Regions from separate parts of the Sus scrofa genome. Here region 2 is linked to region 1. Evidence: chromatin contacts called from public Hi-C data. All regions are on one chromosome and are shown on one strand. The core of a region is the stretch at or near the end of the contact, and the rest is flanking DNA. Distances in the headings are between cores, read along the strand shown.

What was found. A called contact is a pair of places that touch in the nucleus more often than the background predicts.
Region 2: a Hi-C map of liver shows a contact between it and region 1, with 5 times the contacts expected there. The contact joins the promoter of FOXD1 here to the enhancer-like site in region 1. A contact is called at or near these places in 6 of 47 Hi-C or Micro-C datasets (embryonic fibroblasts, fetal heart ventricle, liver and 2 more).

What each region holds. Positions count from the first base shown.
Region 1 is chr2:82,468,545-82,474,119 of Sscrofa11.1, forward strand. No RefSeq gene overlaps it. Among named protein-coding and RNA genes, the nearest start is that of TMEM174, 140 kb to the left of the region's middle. Within about 2 kb of position 2,472, at least 12 of the 83 cell types and tissues checked have an H3K27ac peak or open chromatin away from gene starts, as enhancers often do. A contact at or near this core is called in liver and undifferentiated spermatogonia, where this site is marked.
Region 2 is chr2:82,609,822-82,615,396 of Sscrofa11.1, forward strand. FOXD1 (forkhead box protein D1) reads right to left here and starts at 2,184. Exons shown (of 1, transcript XM_021084439.1): 1 at 1-2,184.

The DNA.
Region 1 (5,575 bases), core at 1,222-3,721:
TGTGTGTAGATAAAAATATGTATATACTTATATATTTATACACACACATGTGTAGCTACTCATATTGGATATATGAATTTGTTTGTGTTTTTCATTTAAAAATATCCCTCCCTTACCTAAGGGTTACATGTGTATTTTCACTGTTGTGTGCTTATACACCCATATATTTAGCCATATCCACACACCCCGTGGATCTCTTGCCCCTTGGTCTATGGAACTGACACCTGTGTCAAGGGTACCCTGTCCAGATCTGTCCCCAGTAGCTCCTAGTCCAGGAAATCGCCCACTGGCAAGGCTTCCTGCCCCTGGCAGGCTCCGTAATTTGTGAGACTCAGTGCAAAATGTAAACACAGGTGGAGTTCCTGTTGCGGTGCAGCGGAAACAAATCCAACTAGGAACCATGAGGTTGTGGGTTCAATCCCTGGCCTCGCTCAGTGGGTTAAGGATCTGGCATTGCTGTGACCTGTGGTATAGGTCAAAGACACAGCTCAGATCTGATGTTGCTGTGGCTGTGGTATAGGCTGGCAGCTGTAGCTCCGATTGGACCCCTAGCCTAGGAACTTCCATATGCTTTAAGTGCGGCCCTAACAAAAAAAAAAAAAAAAAAAATTTCAAGATGATGACAGTGGAGCATTCAACCTAGTGAGGGGCCCCTCCAAGATCATGCATGTGTGAAGCCAGCCCTGTCTGTCCATGCTGCTGAGAAAGGACTTGCATCAGGGCAAAGGACTGCCCTAATGTGCTTCTGGGTGGCTCCACCAAGGGCACGGGCTAAATATTGCTGCCGTGAGCTCACGTTCCCACCAGTTCCACCTCTACAGGCTGACAAGGATCTAAAAACAGGAGAAGATGGAGAGAAGGCACACCAAACAAAGATGGCTTGTGCTCACAGCATCAGCGGGTGTCTGCAAAGACTGTTCATGTCACCTAGCCTCTTGCTTTTTTATTGTTTAATAATTAGAGGCTGCAGGGTGGGGTGGGGGGATGTGAGCAATCATATTTTGGGCATCTGCCCTTCTCTCTATCCTCCTGGGCCTAGATTCTGCGTTTCTCTAGGACCCTTTTTCACTTAAACCAGCTTTGAGCTCAGGTAGAAAGGGCCACCCATGGATTTATCACTCACCTTGAATAAGTGCTTGTAGTCTGTTTGCATCACCTCAGGGCTCAGCTCAGAGTGGCTGACAGGCCCTGGCTTTTCGGATAAGGAAACTGAGGCCCAGAGAGGTGCCAAGGCTACAGAACTAGCTAGAGCCAAAACCCAGGCTTGAATGTGAGCCCAGGCGCTGCTTGCTAACACGCACAGAATCACACCTAGATGAAGAAGTCTTCTGGGAACGCAGCCCATTCCACACACACACACACACACACACACACACACACACACTTTTAGACCCTTCGTAAATTCTGGGAATAGCTTCCGTTTTGTCCTCCTCAAGTTGAAGTTGAGGTAGAAGGACCCAGGCTGTGAAGCTACAAAGTCTTCTAAGCATGCCTTCATGCTCCTCTTGGGCCCTTGTCACTATGGTGGGAGCATCTTCCCTCCCCAACAATCAGGACCCTCAGGCCCTCCAAGCTACTCCCCCTCCACCTTCCTCCAGTTTAAGGGGTTGGGACTTCCGGTGTGAGCAGGTTTCAGTCACAGAAAGGAGAGATTTCTCAGCTAGGGGAGACCTCGGAGAGCTCTAGAGGGCAGTCCTGAGAATGGGATGACAAGAGGAGGGAAGGCAGGTGACACCATCCCTTTCTTTGGATCCAGGAGGCACAAGCTCAGAGGATCTCAGAACACTCGATGGAGAAAGGATGGTGGAGGCAGAGCCCAACCCCTTTGCTCTAATAGATGTTCAAGTCGGAGCTGGCAGATGACTGCTGGAGTCACAGACTAAAATCCATGGCTCCCGACTGCCACCCCATCTCTTTCCACTTCGTATTCTGCCGATGCTCTATCCACTCTTTTACTATGAAACTTTTATCTTGGGGCTTTTCATCCTTTCAATGCATCTTTACTAAGTAGATGGGCCCCAAACCTCCCTGCCTCGGATGGGAAGCTGCCGCCTCCACCCTGTCTCCTGGAGACCCCTCCCAGCGGCTGCAGGGGCCCCAGCAACCACTGAAACTTTCTAAGACCTGGACTCCCCCCTGGAGCAAGCTGTCCATCCTCCACTCTTCCACTGAGCTGGGACAGCTCCCCTTTCTCACCTCTCCTCCTCAACCCACCCCTGGCTCTCCTCTCATGGACCCAACCTTCCCAGATGCAGCATCCCTGTTTTGTGGCCGAAATGCATTTGGCTCCATCAGTGTTTAATGATTTTCCGTGTCCTAACTTCCCGGTACCCGACCCCCCTGTGCCTCCTGCGTGATTTCTCCTCCAGCTGCAGTTTCGGGCAAAGGCTGCCCACCTCTGGAATGCGCTCTCTCCGGGACACGAAATGTCAGCGCGCGGAGCAGCCAAGAGGGGTGGGGCGGGGCGGGAGCGCGCGCCTGGAGCGGCCTCCGCGGGGACAATGGGACTTTTATTTCTGGCCTGGCTCAGCTGGCAGTCTCTCTCCCGCTCTCTTTCTCGGTTGGGCTTTGGTTTAAAGTTACCCTTGCAGGATTAGGTTGGTGTTTTCTTTCTCATGCCACCGGGGAAGTTTCTGTTTCCGAAGTGGACCGTACACAGACAGGTCAGTTAGTCACCCGCCTTCGCGGGGCCACAAGCGTCGGTGTTCAAAGGCTTCTGTAAATCGGCCTGGCAAACCCGGGCCAGCCCAACTTGCTTCTTGCCCATAGATGGAAAGGCGCGTTGCAATACAGCTATTATTTACACCGTTGGTTTCTATTGGGTATATAAATTATTACAACCACGCACCCCTCTCCTCACCCCCAGCCCCAAATTTTCACAGAAACTCCTGGAAGAACTGCTGCGGGGGCCTGGGCGGGGGGGGCTGTCTGTTGAAGCAGTCTTGGCTCTTTCTTCACTCTTATGTCTTGGGTCATCACCACCACCACCAAGACTGGCCATCAAGGGCACCCAGATCTCCTTTTCTCTCAAACTCAGTGACAAAACAAATGAAACAATGCAAAAAGTTTCTTAGTCCCCTTAACCCAGATGAGATAAGCCAACATTTTTTTTAAAGAAATACAAAAACAGGGAGTTCCCGTCGTGGCTTAGTGGTTAACGAATCCGAACCATGAGGTTGTGGGTTCAATCCCTGGCCTTGCTCAGTGGGTTAAGGATCCGGCGTGAGCTGTGGTGTAGGTTGAAGACACGGCTCGGATCCCACATTGCTGTGGCTCTGGCGTAGGCCAGCAGCAACAGCTCCAATTAGACCCCTAGCCTGGGAACCTCTATATGCTGTGGGAGCGGCCTTAGAAAAGGCAAAAAGACAAAAAGACAAAAAAAAAAAAAAATTACCAAAACAAACAAACAAAAAACTCACTGGGGATGGGAGGCAGGAACACAAGATCTCTGTAAAATCAGAAGCACTTTAGGAAGCCCCAAGGCCTCTTAGCCTAAGATATTTGCACCCTTGTCCCTGTGGGGAAGCTGTAACCTTCCCCAGCCCTCCCCACAGCTATGTAGCTGGTCCGCTATTATTTTCTGCTGTGGAAGCTGTGTGCCATGAACACATCCCAACCCAGATTATGGGCCCTCAGCCTCCACACAGGGGGTCTTATAGAGACTTGCCCCCTTGCAAGCCCACAGCCTGATGTTAATTTAACCACACAATAACCACACACATAGCTATACCCCTACCAGAAGAGTAAGCACGTAAAGAGCAAGGATGGTCTCTCTCAGCGTACCATTATCTTATCTGGGACTTTGTCTTTTTTTTCCCTTCTCCTTAGTACAAAGGTAATACCTACTTATAAGCAGGGCACGATATGAAAACAAAAACAAGATACATTCCTCTCATCCCTCTTCACAAATCCTACTCCCTGGGAGTAACCAAAACTAACAGCTTGGTGTGTTTCCTCTCAGATCACAGACACTTTCAATGATCCAAATAAATACTCACTCCAGGGCCAAGTTTTTGTTGTTGATGCTGTTTTCAGCCCTTGCTTTAAAACCAACTTTGCTGACGTAAATTTACGCACAACAGGAGTTCCACAGCAGGAATGAATCAGACTAGGAACCATGAGGTTGCAGGTTCGATCCCTGGCCTTGCTCAGTGGGTTAAGGATCTGGCATTGCTGTGAGCTGTGGTGTAGGTTGCAGGTGCGGCTCAGATCCAGCGTTGCTGTAGTGTGGTGTAGGCTGGCAGATGTAGCTCCAATTAGACCCCTACCTGGGACCCTCCATGTGTTGAGGGGTCAGCCCTAAAAAGCAAAAAAAAAAAAAAAAAAAAAAATTACTTACATGCTCCCATCTTAAGGGTACCTTTTGATGAGTTTCGATGAATGTTTACACCCTCATAACCATCACCGCAGTCATGAGACAGAACATTTCCATCACCCCACAAGTGCCTTTGTGCTCCTTTGTTGGCCATTTCCCACCTCAGCCCCAGGCCACCACTGATCTGCCCTCTGTCATTAACAGATTAGTTTTGCTTTTTCTAGAATTTCATATAAGTTGAATCATGAAACATGTACTTTTTTGGATCTGTTTTTTGTGTCTTCTCAGTACGGTGTTTTGGAGATCTGTGTTGCTGCGTTCCGTGATTTGTTCTTTTCTGTTGCTGGGTAGGATTCCATCATGCGGAGGTACCACCTGTTGACTGGTCCACTCATCTAGTGCTGGACATTTGAGTTGTTTCCAGTTTAGGGCTGTTATAAATAGCCCCCAAAGCTGCTAAGTTGTTTTTATTCCCGAAGAGTGAGGGTGAGGGAGAGAGAGAGCAAATCCAAACTGAGCTCAGGCCTATATACTTCAGAACTTAGTAACTGACACATTTCCAAGGCAAATATTTCTGTGAGCGAAGTCCAGGTAAGCCGTTTCCATCATGATCGAAGTGATGATTATTGTTCCAGCGAAAGGCTTGCATAACACTTCCCATTTACAGGCTCCGTTTGAGAAGTGCTCTCTGGCAGTGACTTGACACTGTTTGCTAATTCTACAAATGCCAGCCTCTTAATAAGTTCCTCCTCAATTTCTGAAAAATTTAGGGACATTTATATATCAAGCCTAAAGTGTCACTGTTTCACGGTATTTCAGCACAACTGAATCCTTTTTCTAAGAGAACTGGCTTTCACAACATTTTTGCTATGATCTGAAGTCATACTATGGTCAGCAGCACCTTGCTTTTGCCCGTCACAGGCAACTCAAGCTTTTCATCATTAGGTTTTGTAAAGATACCCACAAACATATCTCCGCTCTTGACTTTGTGTGAGTGTGACTCTTTAAGTAACTTAGAAGTAAGTGCCCAAAGGATTCCCTTATTGAAAGGAGCACAGGCTTGATGGCAGCTCTCCTGGGCCCCCTGCTGCATGCCTCCTACAGCTGGAGGGGGCGCTCTTCCCCTCACACCCCATTACTTAAAAAAAAAAAAAAAAAAAAAAAGCTGATACAAAAAAATCCCATCAACAAAGTCTGTTCTCTTCCTTCCTTCCTTCCTCTCTTTCTTTCTTTTTTTGCAAAGTCTTTTCTAACGATTGC
Region 2 (5,575 bases), core at 934-3,433, 140 kb after region 1:
GAGAAGAGGAGGGAGGAGACAGGACCCCACCATTCCTCGCCAAAGGGGCCGAGACCGGCTCGCAGTCCGCGGTGGTCTGACCGAGGGCCGCTACACGGATTAGTGTTCCCGTCTCCTCCTCTTCAGTTAGCCCTCAAGCCTAACTTCAGCAGAAGCACTCCTGCGACACGACGGTTTGACCACTCAGTGGCCCGTCCGAGCCGTCCAGAGGGGAGATAACCCCCCACCACCACCACCGTCTGAGGTGGTCCCTGGGCAACAGCCTTGAGGTCTGTTGGATTGTTCCATATCCCCCAGATTGGGCGAGCGGCTCCCCACCGAATGTGACCAGAAAGCCCCCCCCCCGTTTCAGCACAAAAATAATTGTTTATTGACCTTTTAACCTATCCCCTTCGGTTCTTCTCCAAAAGACGTTTGTTTTCCACCATCTGTTAAGAAAAAATGCTCTTTAGCTGGTGTTTTAGTCACTTATCTGCAATTGAATGCCCTAGAAACTTGACAGCTAGACTAAGCCACTCTAATGAGAGGATCTGACAAATTTCATGGGAATGAAGAAAGTAATTATTGGATGCAGAGAAGAAATAGAAATTTTTAGTGAAAACCCAAATGTGCACCAAAAAATATATCTAGAAACCACGCACAAAAGTTCTTTCATAATAGGGTAAGAAATCCCATAGTTATCAGAAGATGATTCTAAACAACCATCCACAGTAATCTCAAAATACTTAAATTACTAAACATATACACTTATCTCTACTTAGCCAGGCTTACTAATAGAAACAACAATGATAAATAAAAACTTTCACACCAGCTTTTAAAAAATGTTTTTTAATCCATACTTTAGATATTTCCAAAAGGTACTGGTGAGAAGAAACGAAATAATTTTTAAAAATAAGATTCAAGTTCTGTTCAACTCAGTTTTCCTTTTCAGGTGACAAGGTAGTGGAAATAAATTCAAATACAATAGTATTTTAAGGACAACAATCTATCACCAACTCATTTTTATTTTGGCTAGTGGAAAAATAGCTTGTGGAATTCATACTCACATAGCCATAACTTTTGGGTTTTTTTCCTAAAACACTTTTATTTCAAAGTGGGGACCTTGCCTCAAAATTTTACCTTTCTTATTAAAATGACCCCTTGACAAAAACTGAGAATCAAAAATCAATGACTTTATGCAGAAACAATCATCGGCTGCCCCCTGTGTATATGATTTTATGGACCAAGCACTTTTCAGGTTGTGAACGTTTCATCACTCTCCTTATCAATTACAGAGCCTCAAAAATAAACTGATTCCCCATCCAAGAGCTTCTTTTTAAATCAAGTTTTTGTTGTTGAAGACAGCTATCAACCAGTTACAGTTACAAATGACCCATACCGTCCATCATAGATCTTTGAAAGATCATGAGAATGCCTCAAAGTCCTAAATAAATTATTTTTTCATTAACTCTCCTTTGATATATGGCTGAACAATTTAATTATTGTAATGGGCTCAGCATTAACCTGGCCAACATTAATCAGCACTATTAATCAGGCATTACATTGCTTTGTTGATGTAGCCAGGAGTCCTTACCAAGGAGTTCACTTTAACATTTGAAAGTTTAAGTTTTTTAAGTACTCAGTCGATATCTAAATAAACACCACGATTTTCACTGCACTGAGCGTTGGTGTGCGGCGAAGTATTTAAAGTTGAAACGGGGAGGAAGGGAGAGCAAGAATTTGTTCGCAGACCATTAGTTACTTTGGATGATCAGTTACAGCCGTCATTCTGTTCTGTTCCACTGCCATGAACTTGTCTGACCAAGAAGGGCGCGGAGATTGCCTTTGCGTTCCATTTGTAACTTTGCCCAAAGGCCTTCCCCAAAGGGTTAAGAGCCTTCCCTGGAAACCTTTGAAAAACGTGGCAAATTATCTTCTGGCCACTCAGGGAAACGCGTTAGGATTTACTGAAGGTCAGAACGGAAGATCAACACAGGAGAAGCGCAGCAGGGACAGAGAGCGTGAAGAGAGATTTGAGCGAGCTTTACCGTAAAGCCTCACATTCGGCATGCCACTTGCTTTGTTTGCTTTAGTTAAGTTACACGTAGGCCACTTTCAGCTCAGCGCTCGCGAAATTCTTGGAGCGCGGAAACGCAAGAATTTCATTTCCCGCGCGTTCTCTTTTCGCCTCCCTTGTCCCCTACCCGTGGGCTTCCCGCCCTAATGGCCTCCCAGCTCTCGGCCTCCCCTGAGAAGTCCACACACACACATACACACACACACACACACACACACACACACACACACACACACACACACACACACGCCACCGCCACTGCCACCGCCACCACCACCTCCCCGCAAGCTGGGACAAGATCGAGAATTTTCCGTGACCCGGCCGGGGGGACTACACGGCGACCCGCCTCCGGCGCGCGGCGCTCGCGCGGACGCGGAAAGCTGCGGAGCTCCGGCAGGCAGGGTGGTGCCCGCGCGGGGGAGGCCGCCTCCTGGTGGCGGCGCGGCGCGGAGCTGGCGCAGGGCTGGCCCCGAGCCGAAGCTTGGGAAGCAGCGGGCGTTTTGCGAGTGTGGCCGGTGAGCTCGCGTTCTTCCCACTCCCTGGGCTTCCCGTGGCAAGGCTCCTTCTTTCTCGAGGCCCTACGTCGCCTTCTCTGGGGCCACTGGACGCGCACGGAGGCGTTTCCCTGTGCTGCAGGTTTCGGAGTCTTTCCCGCGGCGGTTTGGGCCCTCCGAGAGCCCTCCCTGGGTTATCCGAATCCTGGAGCAGATGAGACCGCGAGGACCCTCAGGAGGCACAGCCTCAGCCCTTTGCCCTCGGACCCAGCACCGCGAGCTCCGCATGGTCCAGGGGCTTCCTTCGGGGGGCAGAGACCTGGGGGCATAAACTCTCAGGGCGGGAACCTGGACTACTCCCTCTGGCCCCTAGTGCCTCCCAGGCATTTACTCGTGAACGAAAAGGTGAATGCGTTTCCAAACTTGGCGGACACTTGTGGCTGCGTCCTTCCTCCAAGAGTCATTCTAATCGCCTGTACTGAGATACTACTTTGTGCCTGGCACTCTGGCTTCTGGAGAGAGTAAGAATGAAACGCGAGTTCCTGATGTGACTCACGTCTCAAGGGGAAGCCAGGTAAATAGATAATTATTATGCCCAGTGTGAAATGCTTTGTGAGTCCCCAGCCAAAAAATGCGCGTTGCCTCGGGGTCTCTGCCTGTCTTGGGCTCCATTCTTTCATCCTGCGCTGATCTTCTCTATGTAGTAGATACCTTCCCTTCTTTCCTAAACTCTAGCGTCTGAAGGCCAAAAAGAGCTCTTTCGTTGTTTTTTGTTTTTCAGTGTGTGCATGTTAAAATATAAGTAACATAAAACTTGCCATTTTAAGTGTACAGTTCAGGGGCAGTAAGTAAGTACATCACCAAAATTATTCCATCATCCCAAACTGAAACTCAGTATAGGACACTTCCTCCTGGCAGAATCTTGGCAACCATTATTCTGCTTTGTCTCTATGAACTATTCTAGCTACCTCATATAAATGGGTTTTTCAATATTTACCCTTTGTGTCTGGCATATTTCACTTAGTTAATATAAAGTTTCCAAGTTTCATCTATGTTGTAGCATGTATCAGAATTTCATTCCTCAGGCTGAATAATTCTGTTATCTATTATGTATACCACATTTTGTGTATTCAGTCATCATTCAGTGGACATTTGAGTTGTCTCCTTTTGTTGGTTCTTGAATCTTCATTCACCTAGTTCTTTGTAACACTGCATGCAGCAGGCACTGCATCAAGATATGTTTGTTCTTTTTCCTACATCTTTTCCATCCCAGAAATCCTCAAAGGACCCTCATTGTCTTCTAGCTGTGCCCTTCTCCTTCTGGATTTGTAACCTTAACGTGCACACAATTTTGAGACTTTCAGACAGGCTCTGCACATTATCTTGGGGGGGGGCAGTGGGAGTTAAGATTTGGAATTAGCTCCTGACAAAATTGTTATCAACCTCCCCCCACACCTTTTACATCCTTTTTATGCCTTCTTACCTGTCCTATATCCTTGCGGGCCCAAGATGACTTTAAAATGTTTCTCTGGCTGTCCAGGCCCTCAACTTCAGCATTCCCCTGTGCTGTAATATTACCTGCCCTGAGTGTTGGTTCGAATGTGCCACTAAGCTAATTTCAAGGTCACAAAAACCGGTCAAGTGGGTACCTCCCCATGATGGCTGAGGAATAAGGCTCTGAGAGTTGCTGCTAGCCATTATGGAGGCAGAGCAGAAAACGTCCATCCTCCTGTCTCCGTTCTAGCAGCCTCTCCAACACAGGATTTCAAGGGCCAGGCTCTTTCCACTCCCCTCCCTCCCAAATTATTTATTCAGGACCAGGTAGGTAGTCTGAAAATAAGTTCAAGGCAAGGTATTCCTGGCTGGCAGTGGTTGGTAGCTCTCCCTAGAGTAGAAGCATTTTAAGCCAAGCATTCTGTTGATAAAATGCCATAATCCAGCTTCAAATGGTTCATCATCAGGCAGTGCAGTTGGGAGGTGAGATTCCTTTGTGAAGAAGATATTTTAGTGGCCTCCTGAGACTTACTAGGCAGTCTGTGCTTGCACAAGAGCTCCTTAAACAAGTACTACATGGCTGAGTAGGATTCAGAAATTCTTAAGAATTCAGAATGTCAGCAAAGGTCTAAATCTGTGTTTTATAACAGGAAAATTATTTACACTGACTCAGGAATTTTCATTACCACAGTTAACCTAAACTAGCCCTCCTGCCCCAACACACACCAACACAGACTTATTTAGCTCTGGATCTCAGCAGTTTACAGTGGCACACATTTAAATTTGTTGCCCCAAAACTCAAAGTTGAAAGGTTTTTTTAATTGTGAATTTAACTGTAAAATATATACAGCACCATTCTGGAAAGAGCTTCTCCACTTCCGAGTGGCTTTTAATACAAGACCCTCAAGAGTACATGTTTGTGGCTGTGTTTATCGACACTGATTAATATATTAATTTCCTGGAAATATACTTAGTATTTTTATTTCTTAAATAAGAATTGAATAAACCCCCAATATTTCCACATCCAGAAAGGGTTCATTTATTAATTTTTCATTTGTAGTTTATCCAGGGGCTTCCTGGTCTGGACAAATCACAGAATGGGGCTTTTTAAAAGGAATCTAGGGGTGCAGTTCTCTACAGAACAAACTGAGAATGAAAAGAATCCTTACAAGACCATGAGAAAGCCTTGTCTTCAACTGATTTTTTTCTGTGTGCTTAAAATGTGTACAGTATCTTTCTCTCTCTGCCCTCTCTTTCTCTCTCTCTCTCTCTCTCTCACACACACACACTTTTTAGCCTGATGTTCAGGATGAAACCAAGGCTGAAGCATCACTTCTATGCTCTACCTATGCAAACACACCAAAAGCTCAATGTCTACCCTCAGGGGCAACCTTGCACCTGACACCACCATCTGACATCAAGTTGGGGGGCGGGTATATAGAGGAAAGGGGAAGATTGTTGTCCCCTGTGCAAAAAGCACTTTAGATATCTTCCACTAGAGGCACCTGTAAGTGAATCGCTTTTGCTAGAA